Linked DNA regions of Mus musculus: region 2 is linked to region 1. Evidence: chromatin contacts called from public promoter capture Hi-C data. All regions are on one chromosome and are shown on one strand. The core of a region is the stretch at or near the end of the contact, and the rest is flanking DNA. Distances in the headings are between cores, read along the strand shown.

What was found. Promoter capture Hi-C pulls out the DNA fragments that hold promoters and counts their contacts.
Region 2: a contact with region 1 is called in a promoter capture Hi-C map of liver. The contact joins the promoter of Cps1 here to the enhancer-like site in region 1. A contact is called at or near these places in 2 of 39 promoter capture datasets (both in liver), 9 of 484 Hi-C or Micro-C datasets (Sertoli cells, liver and nephron progenitors) and 5 of 115 datasets of contacts at active chromatin or transcription factors (hepatocytes, intestinal crypt epithelium and liver).

Annotation. Positions count from the first base shown.
Region 1 is chr1:67,059,365-67,063,364 of GRCm38.p6, forward strand. No RefSeq gene overlaps it. Among named protein-coding and RNA genes, the nearest start is that of Lancl1, 22 kb to the left of the region's middle. Within about 2 kb of position 2,272, at least 12 of the 459 cell types and tissues checked have an H3K27ac peak or open chromatin away from gene starts, as enhancers often do. A contact at or near this core is called in hepatocytes and liver, where this site is marked.
Region 2 is chr1:67,121,487-67,125,443 of GRCm38.p6, forward strand. It overlaps Cps1 (carbamoyl-phosphate synthetase 1), which reads left to right and starts at 1,541. Exons shown (of 38, transcript NM_001080809.2): 1 at 1,541-1,804. The coding sequence starts at 1,679.

The sequences.
Region 1 (4,000 bases), core at 1,022-3,521:
TTCTGAGCAACTGACCAAAAGGAAGTAGAGATCTTGTAACTGATCATCTCTCCATCTCTATTCATTAGCTCTCTTCAGTGTAGCAACATTTGTGTGGGCTATAATAAGGAATCCATTCCTCTCTGGTAAGTCTTTCTAATTTTACCTTTCTCTTTTGTAGGGGGAAGTGTTGTTTCCCACATTGGTTCTTGATTTGGTCATTAAAGAAGGTGGAAGCCAATTGCTGGGCAAAAGGAAAAAGGTGGGACTTCCAGGTCCAGGAGGAACAAGAACAGCTGCGGGGGTGGGGGTGGGGTGGGGGGTGTAGTGGGGGAAGGGGAGCTCTTTGAGTCAGGCTTTGGAACGAATAGAATAAGATGCACAACTATGTAAGGTCTTAGGGCAACCAGAACCAGTGTCCTCTATCACCGTAGATGGCTGATATAAGATAGCTGATAAGTTGAGGGTGAGAGATTTCTATGCTCAGCAATTGTGTTATCTGGCAAGTTTTAAAATAATAAAGTGGTCTAGTGTTTTTCTTCCGAGGGCCTAAGGTGGGCGATAGCTGGCTGCTCGGTGAAGCTAGCCTGGAGGGGCTAGGGCAGCTCCCCGGGAAAGGCGCCAGCTCACCATTGGCAGAGCTAAGCCAAGAGTGCTGGCTGCGGCCTAGACAAGGAGGTAGCATGGCCTTTAAAATTACATGCAGCACTATTTGATTATTTTTATTTTTCGCTCTGAATCAAGACCCTATACAAAGTTTTATTGTTTTATCTCTACTTTTGTTTTACATCTTTTAAAAAGTAAGGCAAGTGGTAAAGAAAATTCAGCTCTTAATGCTGGGAACATCTGAGAGCATAGAGTAAAAGTTTAATAACTGCCTCAATAAATGAGATATAGTAAAAATAGCAAAAATTCTATTTATCTTTGGAAGATCAAATGTTTCATTATAAAAAAGCATCTTTCCAAGCCTACAGCTTGCATTTGTTGCTTTTGTTTGAGCAACTTTACAGTTGAGTTTTAAGGAAAGGAGTGTTACATCCTTGGGGGAAGTACATCTTGGGTCCCTTTGCTTCTACCATGCTTACTCTACTTTTAAAAGGAAGACTTGAGTTAGCTTTGTTTTCTCAAAGCTCAGACTGCTCTAAAGCAGGGGATTCTCAACCTTCCTAACGCTGTGACCCTTCAACATACACAGTTTCTCAGGATGTGGTGACCCCTGACCATAACATTATTTCTGTTGCTACCTCATAACTGTAATTTTGTTACTATTATGAATCACAGTGTACATATATGATGTTGCATGTGCCATGGACCACCCGCTGTCCGACCCTTGGGGTTGACCCTTGCCCGTGGGGGTTGGAGGTGACATAGTGCAGAATCAGTGGCACTGACTATAGGAGCAGCTGAGAAACACCACAGCAAGCTCATCTGAATGGTGTGCAAGTTCCTTTAATACCATCCACCCACACCCCATTGGTCCCAAGAAAGCATCTATTCTAAACAGCAGTTCCCACTTGACTGGGACTGTCAGTGTCAGCGATTCTTGGTCTCTCAGGCAGTCCTCAATTAGGTCCTCCTGCAGGAGATGCCTTTGCAGCTGTGTGGTCCCTGACATTTATTCATAGGTGGCCATGCTGTTCCTCCTACAATCTGATATGTAATATATGAGATATCTGACCCCTCTAAGATGTTGGTTGGGCCCCAAAGGGGTTGCAACCCACAGGTTGAGGACCTAAATGCTCTGAAGAACCCCTCCCCCAATTAAAACAAAACAAAATTAATTAACAGAAACTAACCAATTCCTTGAGCCTGAGTCCTAGAAATTCTGATGGGATGTGTGTTTTACAAAAATCCAGCATTGATCTATTTTAAAACTCTCTCAACATGATTCCTTTGTACAGAGAGGAGACCACTGGTTCCATAATCAGGTAAGGTTTTTCCAGAAGACATTCTGTGATGAGGTGGAACACTGAAGTCTTTTTAAAACGCATTTTAATTAAAATAGAATCATGTCACTTTCCCCTTTCTTTGTTCTCCCTTTAACTCCTAGGCTCTCTGGCTCCAGCCTCTTTCATGTTTCTTGGTCCATTCTCTAGTTGATAAGCACTTTTTCTTTATTATTGGAACACACATAGGTATGCTGGGATATACATATCCAAGCAGCCCTTAGGTGCCTTTATTTCTTTATCTAGTGGTGAGAACCGGTGAAAATTCCCTCCTACACTCTGCAGTAAACTGCAGTAAGGTGAAGTGGATCCTTTAACCAGTTGGATGCTATATCACACGCTGCCACTAGATGGCACAGGCAATTCTTAGGAGGCGGGAGAGCACGGTTGTGTGGGGTTTCCCTTTACACTGTGCAGTAAGCTTGAAGCTCTGTTTGGGAAGCTTTGTGGAGACATGTCACTTTAACTCATAAGGTGCAGCTGTTTTGCTTGACAAGTTGATAGAGAGAGACTCATTAAATAAGCGTTCTTGCGTCTGAAGGGAGAGAGGTGAACCCTCTGCATAAATATCAGTTCTCATCTTTCTTCTCTCCTCTGGCAGGTGTGTTCTCTCTTACTCCTTATTGGTACATCCCCTGCCTTTGCCTATTTCAGTTTCTGCTGTAACTATTATTTATAATGGGCAGTATAATGCATTGGTGAGTTCATTTTTATTCTGTTACCTCCGTGGTTGCTATAATTTTCAGGAATTTGTATGTTTGACTCCAACTCAACATTCTTTGAAGGGGGAGGATATTCAGGGTAAAATGGAGCATTATTGTTCAGGACTGCTGCTCGACGATGCTATGTTTGTTCTTAGTATCTGAAGCAGCACAAGGCAAGTCCAAGAAGGAAGGAAGAATTGTATGCCACATCAGGAAAAAAACAACTCAAATCCTCTCTGTATAGCACAGTGCAGATGAGGGCCAAAGCTCTTAGCACACACACAGTAACAAGCTGCCTCTCTCTCCTTTTTCTTGGGAGGTCTCAAGGCACACATATTGCTTTATTCTACAAAGTTGACTTTCCTCTCTGAACTCTTAGAACTGTCAAAACAGGAAGATGTGTTTTTTCCTCTTTTTTTTTCTTTCTTTCAAAGATTCCATACCCTCCTTGCATGTGGTCCAGGCAGATGCCACTTTCTTGCTGTCAGGCTGCTCCATGGTGCTTTCCTCTTCCCTAGTGACATTTACTGGTGGGTCACTGCCTGGAACACTGGATCAAAACAGGTGTGTGTCCACGTGTGAACATCCCTTGTTTGCTCCTTGGCATTCTCCATCTGGCTGCAGCCATTTCTAATCGTCATTAGTCCAAAAGAAAACAGACAGCTCACCAAATCCTCAAGTCCTCAGCCATGTGAAAAGCAAGCAAAATATAGGAAAGAAGCTTTTTCAGTACCCGTGGCTAAGGTTTACTGAATTCTTAGTGTATGCCAAGACCTTACTGCAGGCTATGCATTAAACTCTTGATGTGTCATGACACTCCATCCTCACCTCCATGACACGAGTTTAATCCTACAATTATTTTCAATCTACAGATGAGAAAACTGTCGACAAACAGGGTTAACTAAATTGCTCAAGGTCTAACAGCTCATAAGGTCTCAGTCCAGGTAATTTAATGAAGTCATCCTGATTCCAAGAGTTATGCATTGAAGTCATACAGAACTAAATATAAGAGTCCCTTCTTGAATACTCATTGGGAATGGGTGTGGCTATTTTTCATGCAGTTGTATTTCTTCTGGTGTAAGACTGAGCAATGCTCCAAACCCTGTTCTTCACCATTCTGCAGGAGCTAAGTGTACTGCTACACACATGCATCTTACTGGTGACACAATCAAGAGAGGAGAACAGCCTTCCTTACTGTGACTGACATTGTCCAATGTCTGTTCAATCATAAATGTGCTTAGGGAGCTAGCAATTCAGGAGGATGGCCAATGTCTACATTTTATGATTTTCTTATATCTAAACGGCGCCATGGAAGGGGTCAGCACATAGGCAAACCTGAGATATGGTATGTAGGAACGTTTCCCACTAGCT
Region 2 (3,957 bases), core at 291-2,790, 61 kb after region 1:
TATATAAACGTAGAGACCCACAATGTCCTGGCTTATAAGCAGTAAATTTTCTAAGACAAGGCCCATCATCTGTGTCCGTGATATATTCTGGACACCCTCCTTAGCTGAATGTATGCAGCTTATGTAAGGAAAGAATCATAGCAATGTGGGAAAAATTCAAAATATTATGAAGAATGTCTTTCATGAAAGTGTACTATTCTTTTAAATTTTTCTTGCCTGACTTTCGTGATCCCTACCCATCATGTCCTAAGCCCCACCCCTTTGACTTGCCCAAGTGTAAGCTTCCTCCTTCATGTCATAATGTTTGACAGTTTGGTTGTAAGTTCTAGTCTATCTGGGCACTTAATTCCAAAGACACTCACCATTTTATTCATTATTTATCCATTTCCGGGCTTTCCAATCTTGAGGTTGCGTGTGGAGTCCCAATGTATGAATTTTCTATTTTGAGTTTAAGAATTTTAACTATTTTTTCAAATAGTTTGACCCCAGTGAATGTTTCTATACTAATGCATCAAGACAGAGGATTTAAGCTCTGCTTTGATACTTATTTGTGGGTTCGTATTTTCCCTTCCAGCATTGACACTATGTCAGTGAAATTAACATACCTTTATGTCATCACCTTCACTATGGAAATCCTAAGGAGTAAGTCTTCACAGCTTACATTTCCTGGCCTTCAAGGCTGTCTGGCAATGATGCTGTGGGGCTGCCTTCTCTTTATGTGCCTTGGCTTAAGTGAGATGCCCTGCTAGCCAATGTGACCCTTTGACTGCCCACTCTTACCTGTGGCTAAAGCATGAATTGAGTAATTGTATTTAGGTCAAAACACAAATGCCCAAATCTTGCATTATCTTAGGTGATACTTAAATCACTAAATAATTGAGATTAATGTTTATATTAAATTGTTTCCCATTGTTCTATTCTCATTTTTACAGGCTTAAGAGATCTGGAGATACACAGTAAATTCCTTTGTTCCCTTGTGTTCTGATTAGGGTTACCAATAGCTTTAAAATCTAGAATGAAGAAGAGTGTTGTAATAGAAATATAATATATTACTTCATTAGTAGTTTCTCTTCCCAAGTAACTCAGATGTTTTCTGTATATTTGTAGAGGAATGTTTGTTTTGATATTTTCTTTACTGGATGTGGTTTCCATCATCCTTTTTCAAGCAGAAACCTTTTCCATATTTGGGTTTTCTTGAAATCCAAATGGATTCTGAAGTGAATGAGGCACCATTTCCAACTTAGCAAAGTGTTTGATCTTTTGCATTATTAGCAAGGTACTGCCCTTTGAAGAAGGAGTACACCTAAGGCTGTTTACCATGCCTGGGTCATGTTATTCAGCTACATAAGCAACTCCTTTGATGGCTAGCTTGCTTGCTACAGCAGTATCATGATTTCCACAGGAGAAGGTGCCACTTGTTATGTTGCAATTTGTATGACATGTCCATTGGAACATCTCTGGACATCAGCTTGGGAGGAGGGGCTAAGGAAAGGAGGAGCTGTAGATAGGTTATTTAATGGCAGAATGAATGGGGAGTCAAAGATCGCTGTGCAGTCAGCCTACAGCCTCAACTGTACTGTCGCCACACAGCTTTCTTTCACACTGGTTACAAACAAATTGGACATCAAAATCTCATGAGATATTTGTGATTTAATTTTAGTCACAAAACATCTTCAAAATGACGAGGATTTTGACAGCTTGCAAAGTGGTGAAGACCCTGAAGAGTGGCTTTGGTTTTGCCAATGTGACTACGAAGCGACAGTGGGACTTCTCCAGACCTGGCATCAGGCTCCTTTCTGTGAAGGTAACACCCCTGTTTCTTGTGTCTGATGATAATGCACTGGACACAGTTTTGCAGCGAAGCCAATGTGGTGCTGACAGGGCAAATACAGCTTCGAACAAAGTTGTTTATTAAAAAAGTGCTTTACCATAGAATCCATTGATATGGCAAATGATTATTTTTAATCTTCTCTGAGTAAGGTGGAGGTGATATTTATCCAATATGAAGAATGACTCCAGTTTCTACGGACATATAAACTATAAGTGTACTACTAGGAAAAGGGTACACTTAAAAAAGTTATCATAGTTTAGTTTATGCCTTGATTTTATTGCTAATGGTCTGAGTTGAAAGAAGCAGGTTCTATGTACACAAGGAATACTCCCCCCCCGCCCCCAAGTATGCTAAGCCTTTGTTTTATAATGGCTTAACTGAAAAGGTTTCTTCCTAGACATATAAGGTTTTAAAAGTTTAGAAGAAAAATATCTACGAATTTTTAATATTGGATATCCCTGTACACAGAGGAAGACAGCATTTCCATGCTCTCTTAACCTTCTTATCAGAGGAAAAATTTATGATTCTCCTTTTTGCAGAATCAGATTTTGAGGCAAACAGCAGCTGAAAAATCTGTCTGTCCAGGTTTATCTGTAGCAGAGAGGCCAAGGTCACAGTGGAAAAGTAAATTCTTTCCCTCCTACCCCCACCCCTGGTTATGAAATCCCTATAGGAACCTCTACCTTTTCCTATCTCTTTATGATATTTCTCACTGGAGAAGGCTAATTGCATCATGGGGACTTGGTCAATGAAACACTTCTTTACTGAATACAAAGCTTCAGAAATCATAGTAGCTTCAATACACTGTTTCTTTAGAGCAAAGAGCTATAAAAAAGTAGAAAAAAAACACCATTCTTTTTCAGTGTTGAGTAAAAACAGGTTGAGTAGCACTGGGAATTCTGCTTGTAGTTTGGGTGCATAGTAGGCTGACTAAAAATTGTCCTGGTGCTCCTTAGATTCCTTTTTTTTTTTTTTTGACATTTGACTCTTTTTTTTTTTCCATTTTTTATTAGGTATTTAGCTCATTTACATTTCCAATGCTATACCAAAAGAGATTCTTTTGCTTATAATGCCTTGGTCAGGATTTCAGGGGCTTTGGATTCTGGCATGTGTGGGAACAGGCAATTTCTATAGGTTCTTATAGATTCCAGGGACAGGAGAGAGACATAAGAAGACTGGTGGGAGAGAAAAAGAGGGTGGAAGGAAAGGATGGTGGCATGGAGGGTAGGGAGAGGAAGAGGAGGATGGGGAAGGGGAGGAGGAGTGGGAGGGAAAGGGAGAGAGACACTTATGCTTACATCAATGACATGATACCAACTTGAGCCTGCTACCCTGAGAATTTATTACAAAGCCTAAGAAAGCCATGTTGGATTCATTTTGATAATAAGATGGAAGCCAGAAAGGAGAATGGATATTCTAAAGCATCAATAAGGACATAGTACCTTGATATACAGAGAATGGTGGTTTAGCTTTAGTTAAGTGTTTCAATGCCTTGAAGACATCACATGCCATCTTGAAGAGAAGAAACTGTAAGGACAACAGTACCATCTACAGTTTAAGTGCTTTGTCATATTTCTGAACTGTGTCACCTGGACCACTTTATTCTCACAGAAGTGGGTAGCTAAGGATGAGCAGGTCTCTGTTAAATACCAAAAACAGAGCAATGAATAGTGGAGGCCACAATAATTATAAATCAGATCCCTAGACTCAGCAAGCACTCTACACAGCAATTACCACACAACAACATGAGCTAATTATGTGGACCGACCCCTGGGAAAGCAGTTCTAGCTCATGGTGGTAGATCTGTTTCAAGGGTCTTCCATAGTTCATAGCTAAGAATGACAAATTTTCAGGAGGAATAAGCCATCATTTCAAGGTGCAAAAGCCATTACTCACATACAGTCATTACTGGCCAGAACTTTGGAGGAATGCCAGGCATGAAAAATGGAAGTTCTTAAGCTTCATGGTAGTGAATTAAAGTCCCACAGAGTCCAAGGGGGACCTGTGTTCTTAGTCACTTATTTTGAAATAGTCCTTTATGTATGATTTTTTTTTTGCCTTCTCTTTTAAAACTCAATTTTCTAAGAAATACACATCCAAATTAATTCTTTTTGATGTGGGCACAG